2 separate regions of the Mus musculus genome follow, and region 2 is linked to region 1. A link is a contact called in public HiChIP or PLAC-seq data. All regions are on one chromosome and are shown on one strand. Each heading gives the region's core, a stretch centred on a gene start, on an enhancer-like site or on the middle of the called end of the contact. The rest is flanking DNA. Distances are from core to core; before and after follow the strand shown.

What was found. HiChIP or PLAC-seq counts read pairs in DNA pulled down with a chosen protein or histone mark.
Region 2: an H3K27ac HiChIP or PLAC-seq map of bone marrow-derived dendritic cells shows a contact between it and region 1, with 7 times the contacts expected there. The contact joins the promoter of A730035I17Rik here to the enhancer-like site in region 1. A contact is called at or near these places in 8 of 39 promoter capture datasets (the 3T3-L1 cell line, the C10 cell line, embryonic stem cells and 4 more), 1 of 15 datasets of contacts at CTCF or cohesin (large pre-B cells), 1 of 115 datasets of contacts at active chromatin or transcription factors (bone marrow-derived dendritic cells) and 1 of 9 other capture datasets (embryonic stem cells).

Annotation. Positions count from the first base shown.
Region 1 is chr5:96,854,216-96,860,983 of GRCm38.p6, forward strand. No RefSeq gene overlaps it. Among named protein-coding and RNA genes, the nearest start is that of Gm33100, 22 kb to the right of the region's middle. Within about 2 kb of position 2,571, at least 20 of the 459 cell types and tissues checked have an H3K27ac peak or open chromatin away from gene starts, as enhancers often do. A contact at or near this core is called in bone marrow-derived dendritic cells, where this site is marked.
Region 2 is chr5:98,182,650-98,189,417 of GRCm38.p6, forward strand. It overlaps A730035I17Rik (RIKEN cDNA A730035I17 gene), which reads right to left and starts at 3,335. Exons shown (of 3, transcript NR_153823.1): 1 at 2,395-3,335; 2 at 2,069-2,119; 3 at 469-903. Prdm8 (PR domain containing 8) reads left to right here. Exons shown (of 4, transcript NM_029947.2): 2 at 640-860; 3 at 1,812-2,040; 4 at 2,375-4,799. The coding sequence starts at 642. The coding sequence ends at 3,993.

The DNA.
Region 1 (6,768 bases), core at 1,321-3,820:
GAGGGAAAGAGGTGGGCATAACTACGCAGTCAGGGTCGAGATGTGACCACCACTAACCCCCTGTCTAGGCTCTCATCTGTCCTACAAGATGGTCTGACAAGTTGTGAGGGTCTCTTTTCCAGAGACAAGCTCCTTTTCTGGTTGGCATCTTGGGAATGATTGTCTCCATAATTTGAAGGAAAAGTTGTCTCTCTGTAGTATATCTTCATACCTACCACACAGTTGCAAGATCTTACCTCAAAAAGAAAGACGATTCTGCTACCTTATATCATATGTTATTATAGTGTTAGTCAAGGAGGGTGGTTTTCATTGCCTCTGATTTCCACAAGGTGGCAGGTCAACTTCAAAGCCAGATGGTTGGTTTTGTGTCCAAGTAACAAAATCTATTTTACTTGTTTAAGAGTAGTTAGTCCAGATAGGAACTACGTGGAAACATGCTTTGCAGAGTGCATGTCATATTCCAGGAGTCTTGTTGTGACTGTAAACACTTTCTCAATGAAGATTACGTAACTCAGTTCTTTGCTGTTCATCATTCTCGGGGAAGTCTGCATTTATATGAAGTATGTGTATGTGCGTGCATGTGTGCGTGCGCGCGCGTGTGTGTACATATATATATATATATATATATATAATACATTTGTATGTATATATGTATATACTATATGTGTCTGAGTGTGTGTATACTAGCTTAGTCATGGATCACCTTCACTGATGAGTATCTGCAAGTCAGCTCACTGAACACTGGTTAATCCATGAAGACAGTGAAGGAGAAACTTTGCAATCTGGAAGGAGCCCTGGCCTTGTAATATGGTGAACGTTAGAAGGCAGGAGACTCTAGATCAAGAATATACTTGGTCTGGAGATTAGGTGCTTCAAAAATGGCAAATGAAGATACTGGATAGAAGGTTCTCAAAGAACCTACTCGTGCTTTTGAAGGAAATGTTTAGGGTAATGTGATCCAGAATTTACTTCTGTATATTTTCTGCTGTCCATTTTCATATCATTTGCATGCCATGTTGATAGCCTCCAATTTCTGCATCTGAATTGTCTTGAATGCATTGGGTTTGGAATCAGATCAGTCTGGGCTCAGATCTTGGCTTTCTACTTAACTACAACAACGTGTATGTAAATCAGTATGTAATTGGCAAATACTCCTCTCTTTGCAACCTGATACTTCAGCTACAAGTAAGTCCTTACCCAAAAGAGTTATGAATATTTAATGACATGAAGAGTATTAGAAAGTTAACTCAATAAAATTCAATTAGTGGAGAAAGACATAAAATCATTTGCCCTGCCATACTAACCTGAGGTGGCCAGAAGAAAGATACCTAAGCAACTACCTAGGGCATCACTACCACAAATGAATGTGTGATGGAGAGATGGGAAGATGGAGTTTGTGGTGGTGAGATAGAGGAAAAAGCAAAGCCAAGGGGTTTGTATACTATGGAGAAATATGGAACTGGAGACTGAACAGCAGCAAGATGAGGAGGCCATGGTGGTCTCCACATGGTCTTAGCCCAGGTCTCTGCCACAAAAGGCCATGTCTGGATTCATGATGCAGCTAGGGTCTGTGTCATTGTCTGTGGCCTGAGTTACCACCAAAGGTGAAAACCATGTGGATGTCTGAGGGTGTGCTGGCATGGGGGTGAAGGGGATGATGTACTGATCTGAATAGCGCATCACCTGAGGCCATGGGACATCCAGGCCCAGGTTGTTGCTAGGGATCATGTCTGGGTTCATGGTCCTAGGGCATCATGGGTCTGTGTTGATGTCCCTTGGGCATGCAAGCGCTGGCTGGCTCTATACCTTGTGGGAGATGTTCTCCCCTTCCTTACCTCTTTCCAGCCTTGGCCCTGAGGTTATGAGAGCAGAAGAGCTGTCTCTGCCCCTCACTGATTGTAGCACTAAGGAGTGTGGGCTCTACACCTTGCCAGAGCAGCACAGTACAGCTGACTCTGGTGGCAGGGGTGCAGATGAGCCAGGCCCAAGAACATGAGAGCAGGAGATTTGACCCTGCCCCTCGCTGAATGCAGCATTAAGTGAGCTAGCCTGGGAACTACTGGAGAGCTTGCCCCAATGGTATGGGCCTAGGAAGACTAACCAAATCATCTACCTCCCAGGCCCAGATCCAGAACCAAATAGGGCTTTGAGTTGTCCTACCCCAACATCTACCCCATCTATGATCTGCTAGAGCATGTGAAAGGGCTGGACCAGCAGAGGCAAAGCTAGAGCATCTCCATGATACAGGACAACAACAGGATATCTGAGAGGGGTGAAGACCCAGTATTGATAGTGTAACAGAAGCCAGAAGCCTCAAACCAGACTAATGATTCATTGCCATAAACATTTGCAAGTAAAGATGTGTGACAGAAGGATACACTGTGTGACACACAGTGACACACGACAGATGTTTTGTTTTTTTGGTTGGTTGGTTGGTTGGTTGGTTTGATTTTTTACTTTTATTTTTTATTTTCTTTAGGGAAGAGGTTACAAGGGTGGAGCGCGAGGGCAAAGACATGAGTGGGATAGGGGAACATGATGTGCAAGAGGTTTCAGAAACCTTACTTAGTAGTCTGGGGACATGACTCAGTGGGTAAAGTCGCTGTCTGGTGAGCAGAAGCCCTGGAGTTTAGTTCCTAGTACTATGTAAATCAGCAGGAAGTGTTCAGCAAACAACTGAAGAAAAAAAATAAATACAATTTATTTTAGTCTCTCAGTAAAATATCTCTAAATCTTTGGGGGACGTCTTTGGGGAAATATCTCTTTCATAAAGGGAATCAAACACGTATAGTTTCATGATTACCGGACTGGACAACAGATTCACGCTCAAGCCAGGACAGCACAGGTTTCTATTGTTGCAGATAGCTGTGTGGTTCTGGTAAGTCAGTGTAGCTGCACACTTGACCCAGTGCCTTCACCCTGTAAAGTGCTCCATAAGTGCTAGCCATTGTTCTCTGGCTCCATTTGGAAAACTTACAATGGCTTGTACTCATTCATTTGGGGGATGTAGGATGCTGTGAAGTTCTCTTGAGTTTGCAATTCTGAGAGAAGATAAAAGTTGACCTCCTGGTAATTCCCCTCCTGCAAGCCTTGCTTTATGAAGCACGGAAAGTACCCCCAAATTTCTTTTCAAAACTACCCAGTTAGTGAGTAGACTCAGACCCTCCCACTCACTCTCTCAACATCTCCTCTAGTCCCTGAGAACCAAGTGAGATTGGTGACTTTGTACTTAAGTCACTTTGCTGCTCTGTTGTTTCTTCCAGTTAAAGTAAGTCTTTCCTGATGACATCTTCTCCGCCATGAGTAGCCCTGCTTAGAGACTACAGTCTGCGTGTTCTTCCATCACCTTTTCAATGTCAAAGAGGGAGAGTTTCAAAGAAGGGCAGTTACCCAATAGCACTAATGTTAAATGGCTGCTGTGTGTTGGGCTAATCTTGTGTGCACTGTGTCAAGGTTACCTTTGTATTATTCAAGTGCTGATTCTGTATGGGCAGAGATTTGAACACCGGAAGGCTTTATATTGTTATTTTTATGACATATCACCTATCTCTGTGTTATGTAAACATCTTCTCCATCGCCTTCTGACTGGTTTACTAAATGGTAGAGCAGCCTATAGCAAAGCAGGAGAGGAAAGTTGTAACTTCCGGGTAGAGATGGGAATTCTGGAAACACACACACACACACACACACACACACACACACACACACACACACACACGGGAAGGTGCTGGAACTGAAGGAGAAGTAACTAATGAGCCACATGGCAGAATTTAGATCCGAATAAATGGGTTAATTAAGTTATACAAGCTAGTTGGGAAATAGCCTGAGCTAAGGCCTGAGCTATCATAAATAATAATTGTCTCTGTGCCATTACTGGGTGGCTGGTGGGTCTGAGGCAGTCTGGGCAATAGCTGCAGTATGCTTGAAAAGGAAATGCCAGACTTCAACCCAAGCCAGCCAAACAATTCATCCAAACCACACTGTGCACACAGGAAAACTGGTTGTCTGCACCTCCTTCCAGTCTCTCTGGGTGCAACTCTAAGAGGGTGAAAAGAGCCACAGTCCCAAGTGGCTTTGCTAGCCCTAGGGTTGCACTAAAGCAACTGGTGTGGTTTGCTGACACTGATCACCTGGGTGGTGGTGGAGAGAGAGCTGAAGAGGACATTGAAATCCTTCCTCCTGCAGGAATGAGCCCCAGTGAGGAGGAGAAGAAAGCAGAGAACAAAGAGTGAGGCAGTAGGTGACAATGAGCCTCAATTAGCAACTACTTTCAAAGAACAATGGCACACTGGTCTAGGTGGTCTACAGTGTCTACCTCAGATGGCCTTCACAGATCTGCCATATGGAAACACCTACTTCTTTTGTGTTGTGCTATGTTAGAAAGCCAAGTCCTCATAAGAGAAACTGAGCTCACCCACTGCAAATCCTCCTGAAGCAGGTGTTCACAGAGCTCTTCATGGGAAACGTTGACTTCCGTGCTCACCACTCCAAGCAAGCTCCTCCAGCCTTTCAGTTCTTCAATACTTACTTCATGGTGACCATGGGTGAAGCTTCATGGTAACCATGGGTGAAGCTATGTTACTATGTGCTAGGGTTATGAAGATGAATAAAGCCACACGTTTTCTGGTTTCAAGAAATTGCTGTTCTGTGTACAGAATGTTGTGTTCAAAGGGGTCTGGTTAAAAAACAAACAAACAAACAAACAAACAAGCAAGCAAGCAAAACCACAAAAAACACCTGGTCGAAGAATCCAGTGACATGATTGTTCCATTAGGGGGAAGGTTTCTGTTTGTTTTTATTCTCTCATGTTAAGCATCCCCTCCCTCTCCTCCTCTTAGCCCCCAACCTCATCTCCCCTCTCCCCTAGACCACTCCTCCTCCATAAAGAGCAAGCTTCCCAGTGATACCAACCAAACATGACATAACAAGATGCCACAAAACTAGGTACACACCCTCATATCAAGGCTGGATAACGCAACTCAGTTGGAGGAAAAAGGTTCCAAGAGCAAGCAAAAGAGTCAAGATACCCCCACTCCCATTGTTAGGAGTCGAACAAACACTCCAACCTAGACAACTGCAGCATGAGTACAGAGAACCTGCGTAGGCTCTGTGGTTGCCTCTTCAGCCTCTATGAGCCCTTATGAAGCCTGCTTAGTTGATTCTGTGGGTCTTGTTTTTATGGGATCCTTAAACCCTCTGGCTCCTATGATCTTTCTACTTCCTTTTCTGTAGGGTTCCCTAATATTTAGGTGTGGTGTTATGCCCGAGTTGCAGAGAACCCAAAGACCACCAAGGAGCCAATTCCAATGGAAACACACGAGGGTCTTCACCTTGTGTGAAGCAAGGCCGCTCACTGTCACTGTCTCAGCAGGTCAGAAGTGAGAGTCTTGAGTCTAGGGGTGCGGGGTATTTATTTTTTTACAGCGAATTTGGGGAACTTCCATACGGGTCAGAAGTTAATATTTTAAAATTTTCATTTCTGACATAATCTGAAAAAAAGAAAAAAAAAAAAAACCATGGGGTGAACCCACCTGACAAACAGCATGGCTAAGTTAACTATTTTCTGTAGGATGTCTTAGATTGTCTATATGTAGTCTAACTGACTGTTGCAAAGGAGGGAGGGGGCAGCCTTAGGATGTTTGCTCAAATGGACTTTGTCGGACAAAACAGAGCTCCTTCTCAAAAACAGAGTTGGTTGGGCTTTAGAGTGGGTGTCTGCATTTGCTTCTCTCAGCTGCCAGAGGAAGTCTCTCTGATTACCCCTGAGCCACCAGGCACAGGTCTGTGAGTACACGAAATATTTTTTTGTGATAATTTGAAATAAAAATGGCCCCATAGTTTATAGGGAGTGGCACTATTAGGAGGTGTGGCCTTTTTGGAGTAGGTTTGACTTTGTTGGAGAAAGTGTGTCATAGAGAGTGGACTTTGAGGTGAGGTGACAGTGTGTCTCAGTTCACTTCCTGCTTCCTGTGCATCCAGATATAGAACTCTCCAGCACCATGCCTGCCAGCATGCTGCCATGCTTCTGGCCATGATAATAATGAACTAAAGCTCTGAACTTTAAGCCAGCCCCAGTGAAGTGTTTTTCTTTATAAGAGTTGTCATTCAGACCCAAGGGTGAGAGACAGAAGAGCCTCATCTGACATGAGGTGGCCTGGATGCAGTGGTGATGCCCTCTCTGCACACACAGCCCCACCCCTCACCTCCTGCAGCAGTAGGAAGAATAAGCCATGAGAGCAGGAGAGCTGTCCCAGCCTCTCACAGCCTGCAGCACTTGGGAGAGTGGGCCTCCAACCTTGACTGGGCAGCACAGTGAAGCTGACTTTGGAAGTATGGGTGTGGGTAAGCCAGCCCTGAGGGCAGGACAGCAGGAGAGCTGACCCTGCCTACTGCTGATGGCAGCACTGGGTGGCCTAGCCAGAGCAGTGCTGGAGAGCTCACCTTGATGGTGTGGATAAGGGAAAGCTGGAGGGATGACCAGCTTAGCTTCCACCCAGGCCCAGATTCAGGGCTCTCAATTAGCCCACCCCAAAATCTGTATCATCTGTGCACAGTTGGCACATGTGAGAGGGCCTGTCCTGCTATTCCAAGGCTGCAGGATCTCTATGACACAGGGCAACAACAGGATGACAGGGAGGAGTCCCAGTGAAGAGCCAATATTGATGATGGCTGGAAGCTTGAGATCTTTAGCCAGACTCATTGCAATGAACATTCACAAGTGAAAATGTGTAGACAGAAGGATATAAAAACAGAGGGATAGACTTCAGG
Region 2 (6,768 bases), core at 2,085-4,584, 1.3 Mb after region 1:
TGGATTATGGTAATGAGCAGACATGCGTCCCTTCTTGTAGGCTGCAAAGAAAGGTTAGCTGACATAGAATTAGTGGCCCTGACACTCCACTTGAAATCCATTCGCCATGCTCCGTGGTCCCCGCCTGCTAGCTAAGGCTGCTCCCCTTGTTAGAAGAAAAGAAGAAATCACAATGAGACACTGGGCTTAGTACATAGGACAGGACTGTCCCCCAAAGATTAAAAGTGCGGGTTTTTTTTTTGGGGGGGGAGTTATGCAGTCAGAAATTTTGCATATGCTGGTTTTAAAGCAAACAAACCTACAAAAGCCCTACCTTCGCCCCAATGCCCCACTCTATAAATCCCGAGGTAGCATAGACACAGCCTGCTCCAGTCTTCACCGGCTCTCTATTTTCTTTTTCTCAAGCAGGAAGTGTGCTCCCATGCTTCCTGTTCCAGTTATTTAAAAGGAAGGAATAATACTTCGAAGTTGGCATCTTTAAAGCATGACAGATTGATCGGCTTTATTTTTAAAGTAGGAGCTATGTAAAAAAGCCGGCAAGTGCAAAGAAAATATGTCTGGTAGCGGAAACGCTCTGCCGAGGTTCGTAGCAGAAAAGGCAATAACAACTCTCTTCTCGTCCTGGGTATCTGTCTCCAGTGATGGAGGATTCAGGCATCCAGAGAGGCATCTGGGATGGAGATGCCAAGGCTGTCCAACAGTGTCTGACAGACATTTTTACCAGTGTATATACAACCTGCGACATCCCAGAGAACGCCATATTCGGTCCCTGTGTACTGAGCCATACTTCCCTGTATGACAGCATAGCCTTCGTAGCCCTCAAGTCCACGGACAAGAGAACAGTACCTTACATCTTCCGGGTGAGTCTCAGCAAGTGTGATGGAGGTGTCTGAGGGTAATTTCCTGTTGGGAGTGAGGAAGGAGACATCCTAAGGACAATGTAATCATCTGAGCAGTCAGAGCAGAGCGAACACAACAAAAATTAGAAAAGAAAAACTAGATTCAAATCATCAAGTGATTTTACTGAGAAAAAGAAAAAGACAATGCCAAGGTTGCCTGAATCGGTACTCTAGTTCTGGGTTCCCTAGATTAGGGCTTCCTAAATTGCTAAGGAGACCTTGTTAGTACTGGGGCTATTTACATATTAAGTAGTCCTTGAGAGAACTTTTACAAGTATTGAGTATATTTATTTTGTAACCTGGGAGGTCTCCCCATCGCCTGATTATTGCTTTCTTTAGTTAACATTAGCTAGTGTTCAGAGTTTGTATTTAAATTAAAACGTTAATTGTTTTGGCAGCAAAGCATCTATAATCCACGTTTGTGTTTGTAACAGGCCTCTTTCTTCCTAGTAGTTCTTTTTTTATTAATTATTTTATTTATTTACATGCTAAATGTTACTCCCAGTTTCCCCACCCCAGAGTTCCTAGTCTTTCATCATGAAGTAAAGCTGTTAGTCCTTCATGTCAGTTAGGAAGATGGGCGTGAGTGCCATAGAATAATTACTAAGACCCGAACTTGCCTTTTACTTCTGAAACACGGGAAATTTCCTCTCCTTTTGTCATGTGAGGTAACTGAAAGGGAGATTCTAAAGAGGCTACTCTGTAAGACTGACCCAATATTGCAAAGGATGGCCACTGTGCCCATTGACCACAAATGCAGGGATGCAGTTCGACTTTGGTCAACTTTTGCAAACTTGGTTTCAGATAATTGTTTGGAAAGAACAAAAGCCAGACAGATGAAATATCTCTGGTTTCTCTGGTTGCCGTCTTTCACGTGGATCCCTCTCTTCTTGTCTTTCTTAAATACTGTAGGTAGACACTTCGGCGGCAAATGGTTCCTCAGAAGGTCTCATGTGGCTGCGGCTGGTCCAATCAGCCCGAGATAAGGAAGAACAGAATCTCGAAGCTTATATAAAAAATGGACAGCTGTTCTACCGCTCTCTCCGCAGGATTGCCAAAGATGAAGAGTTACTAGTTTGGTACGGGAAAGAACTGACTGAATTGCTCTTGCTCTGCCCGTCTAGAGCTCACAAAATGAACGGTAGGTTGGCTCGGGTGCCTGGGCTCACCTTGCACATCATAGGGTGGACGAAGCTTCTGAGGTGTTGTCCCGAATGGAACTAGGACAGAAGGGGAAGGAAAAGTTGGGGAGCGTTTGACTTAGTAAATGCACAAATCAAGAAAGTAAGTTGCACCAAATAGGATAGTGTATTCATTTTTTTGGGCACTCAGCCCAGAAAGATAAAGTGGATTTGTTATGGGGAGGATGGCTAAGTGGCCTAGGGGCGATGCTAACTAACCATGTGGGGTGTGTGTGTGTGTGTGTGTGTGTGTGTGTGTGTGTGTGTGTGTGTGTGTGTTTGCTCACTAAGCAGGGTCGTCTCCTTACACATGCCTGGAATGCAGCCAACGTTTCCAGTTTGAGTTCCCCTATGTGGCACATCTGCGATTCCGCTGCCCCAAGAGACTTCACAGCACTGATGCGAATCCCCAAGACGAGCAAGGGGGCGGCTTGGGCACTAAGGACCACGGCGGCGGCGGCGGTGGTAAAGAGCAACAGCAGCAGCAACAGCAGCAGCAACAGGAGGCGCCGTTGATCCCGGGCCCCAAGTTCTGCAAAGCCGGCCCCATACACCACTACCCCGCGTCATCCCCGGAGGCGAGCAACCCGCCGGGCTCCGCGGGTGCCGGCAGCGCCAAGCCGTCCACGGACTTCCACAACTTGGCTCGGGAACTGGAAAACTCCCGGGGAAGCAGCAGTTGCGTAGCGGCCCCGGGCGTCGGCAGTGGCGGCAGCGGCCACCAGGAGGCGGAGCTGAGTCCCGACGGCGTCGCCACCGGCGGCTGCAAAGGCAAGAGGCGGTTCCCAGAGGAGGCGGCGGCGGAGGGCGGCGGCGCGGGGCTGGCGGGCGGCCGTGCGCGCTTCTCCGAGAGGCCGCTGGCGACCTCCAAGGAGGAGTTGGTGTGCACGCCGCAGCAGTACCGCGCCGCCGGCAGCTACTTCGGCCTGGAGGAGAACGGCCGGCTCTTCGCGCCGCCCAGCCCGGAGACTGGCGAGGCGAAGCGCAGCGCCTTCGTGGAGGTGAAGAAGGCGGGCCGCGCGGTGGGCTTGCAGGAGGAGGCGGCGGCGACAGACGGCGCAGGGGGCACGGCCGAGGACCCCGACGCGGGAGGCGGTGTCGCCGGCGGCGGCAGCAACGGCTCGTCCACCCCCGCGGCGGGGTCGCCTGGGGCCCCCGAGAAGTTGCTGGCTCCGCGTCCCGGAGGCTCTCTGCCCGGACGGCTGGAGGGCGGGAGCCCCGCGCGCGGCAGCGCCTTCACCTCGGTGTCGCAGCTGGGCGGCGGTGGCGGCGCGGGGACCGCGGGGACTGCGGGGGGCTCGGGGGGCGGCCAAACGGCCGCATCGGACGAGCGGAAGAGCGCCTTCTCGCAGCCCGCGCGCTCCTTCTCGCAGCTGTCCCCGTTGGTCCTCGGCCAGAAGCTGGGCGCTCTCGAGCCGTGTCACCCGGGAGACGGCGTGGGTCCCACCAGACTCTACCCGGCCGCCGCCGATCCGCTGGCTGTGAAGCTGCAGGGGGCAGCGGACCTGAACGGAGCCTGCGGGCCCCTGGCGAGCGGCGGTGGCGGTGGCTTGCCCAAGCAGAGCCCCTTCCTCTACGCCACCGCCTTCTGGCCCAAGAGCTCGGCTGCGGCGGCAGCGGCGGCGGCGGCCGCCGCCGGGCCCCTGCAGCTGCAACTGCCCTCCGCGCTCACCCTGCTGCCGCCCTCCTTCACTTCGCTGTGTCTGCCCGCGCAGAACTGGTGCGCCAAATGCAACGCCTCCTTCCGCATGACCTCCGACCTGGTGTACCATATGCGGTCTCACCACAAAAAGGAGTATGCCATGGAGCCCCTGGTGAAGCGGCGGCGGGAGGAGAAACTCAAGTGCCCCATTTGCAACGAGTCCTTCAGGGAGCGTCACCACCTGTCCCGGCACATGACCTCGCATAATTAATTGTTGCGTAAAAGACTCCGGCTTTCCACGCGTGTGCACGCACAGTCAAGCCACCTGCAGGAGCAGACACGCGAGGATGACATCCACCACTACCTTATGCCCCCAAACACTGCAACCAAACACGTGCACACACAGGTCCCTCCCCTCGCCAGGAGCCTCATCATCCAAATGTTTAATTTCACACACACACACACACACACACACACACACACACACACACACGCACGCACGAACGCACACACGGACGCACGCACACGATGCACAGGATGGTGGATTTTGGATTGGGTGGGTTGTTTGAGCGGGGTTTTCTTTTGAATGCACGAATTTTCACTTTCCCAAAAACAAAAGTACATTTTTAAAAAAATGTCATATATTGCAACATATTGATGCATTTGTCATACGTTTCTACTTAAATTATTAAGCACTTATGGTTTAGATGTAATAATTATATGTAAGGACAAAGTTTATTTTAGATATAAAGTAATGGAGGAAGAGGAGATGCGTTCTGCATTTCCTGATGACAGCTGTGTTCTTACAAAAATAAACAAAATGGATAAAAAGGGGGGCGCCATTCGGTTTAAGTTTCCAGGGGGAAGTGCATGTATCATGAAATGATTATGGACTTCAGTGAAGAATGTCATCAATGATGTAAATATGTATTCCCTTTTAATACAAAGTGTAATTTTGTGCCAGTGACATGGAGTCTGAATAGTTATGTGTTTCTTCTATCCCTAAGAGATTTATTAAACGGTATAGTTTATCCAGGTATGTTGGATGCTTTGACAATAAATAACTATTTTCCTCAAAGCAAATATTTGGAAAGTTTACAAAAAATATTTTTAGGTCAGTATAATACTTTGGATAGTTGATGCCTTTTCGTTGACTCCTTGAAAAGAAGCAAGGAGACCACAGCTTCCTCTGCAGGTATTAACTACAAGCCAGTTTTGAGCCTAAGGGTGTTGATTGTCACTTGAAGATTCTCTATCTGAAAGGTGTTGGGTTTAAGGATCAAGGACAAATCACTTAGGTGCAGTAATTGCCATACAGGTTCCCTGTCAGAACTTTGTAGGTGTCTCTTCCAGAAGGAAAAGAATTACTCTCCACATAAGTGACCAATCTGCATTTTTTAAGCCCACTTTAGGATCTAGTAGTGATACTTCCCCCAAGGGATGTCCTACATTCTAGAACTTCAAGCTTCCTATCATCCATTAAGGACACATAGAGAATCTATCAAGTAATACAATTTGAAAGACCGAGGTTTGCTGATGGTATATCAAAGGCCTCCGTGTCCACACATGTCTATCTGGGAGTGATCCTGAGACAAAGATACCGAGGAACCAACTGGTTCTTTATGAAAAGTCGCTGTCATCTTGGCTTCTGACTTCAGTTCTTAGAGAACATCATGTTTGTGTCTGGTGTACACTGAAGCCTCTACACTAAAAACCAAATGACCAATGAGCCTTCTTTGCAGCAACCTCACCCCCACCAACACACACACACACACACACACACACACACACACACACACACACACACCTCTCTCTCTCTCTCTCTCCTTCCCTCCCCTCCCCCCTCCCCCCATTGAACCCTTAACTACACCTCCCTTTTTGTTGATTTCCCCCTTCCATGTGAAGGATGCTTGTGGAGAGATCTCTAGTGGGAACTTCACACATGTCTTCATCTCAAGGCTTTTCAAAAACTTTCCCTAAAGGATTTTGAAGCCTTCATTGTTTTAAGGCCACCAGACAGCAAGTTGCATTTAGAACAGGGACCCTGTTGTAGGGGTGATAAATGTATTCAGGGAATATGGCCACTTTGGTGGAAAAGCTGTTTGTCTACCTTGGAGTCATTCGAATACTATTTTGGCACTATAATCCTTTGAGGCCTGCTTTCAGTTTCCCCACATAGTCTGATGACTTTACACTCAACCTGCTCCAAGTGTAAGTAAGGAAAGGATGGTCCAAAACGTACTGGTTTTGCCTCTGCTAATGTTAGCTGGTGTTGTCATTGGTCACATCATTTGGTGTACCTGTGGATTGCTTATGTCTTCTAGAAAACCAGGGAAGCACATTCCAGTGTCTTCAAATTACGTCTAGCACAGAAGAGAGTTTTTGTTTCTTTTGTTTTTCCCAGTGAAACAAATAATTGGACCTAACGAGAGATTTCTCAAAAACGCCCAAGATGAGTTGTGAGGAAAACTGAGCAGCAGGAACATGGGACGATACTTAGGTGTGAAGAGAAAATAGTCCTTTGGTGTTGCCTACACCACAGTGTCCGACGGATTGAACTCTATGCTTGGGATGCTGCTGTAGTATTACTGGAACAGAAATTTATTAAAAATGAGCAAGCACAGGCCATCTTGGGAATTACCTTTAAGGAAAAAAAAATACTTGAATTTGCTTTCCTATTCTATCCGATCCTTCTGAAACTTCAACTTTCACTTAAACAGCTTCATTATCAGTGGGAATTCAGACAGAAATGAATTGTCTGGGAAAAGTTCAGCGAATACTGCTCCTGGAAAGGGGTTTCCGAAGGGCACGCGCAGAAAAGCTAGTTCCTTCACTATTCTCTTTGGTTTGGCTATTATCTTACACTTGCCTTCAAGCAGAAGGTCTCCCAATGGATGAATTATCTCCTAGGCGATCCAGGTAGGCAAATACGTTAGTTAGTTCCGGGGTTGGCTATGCAGATCGTTCTGTGCACAAACCCTTTTGGCGGGAGTAGTAGGGGAAGGATGCCCAAAACTAACTTACCATTAGCCAAGGCAAACTTTGT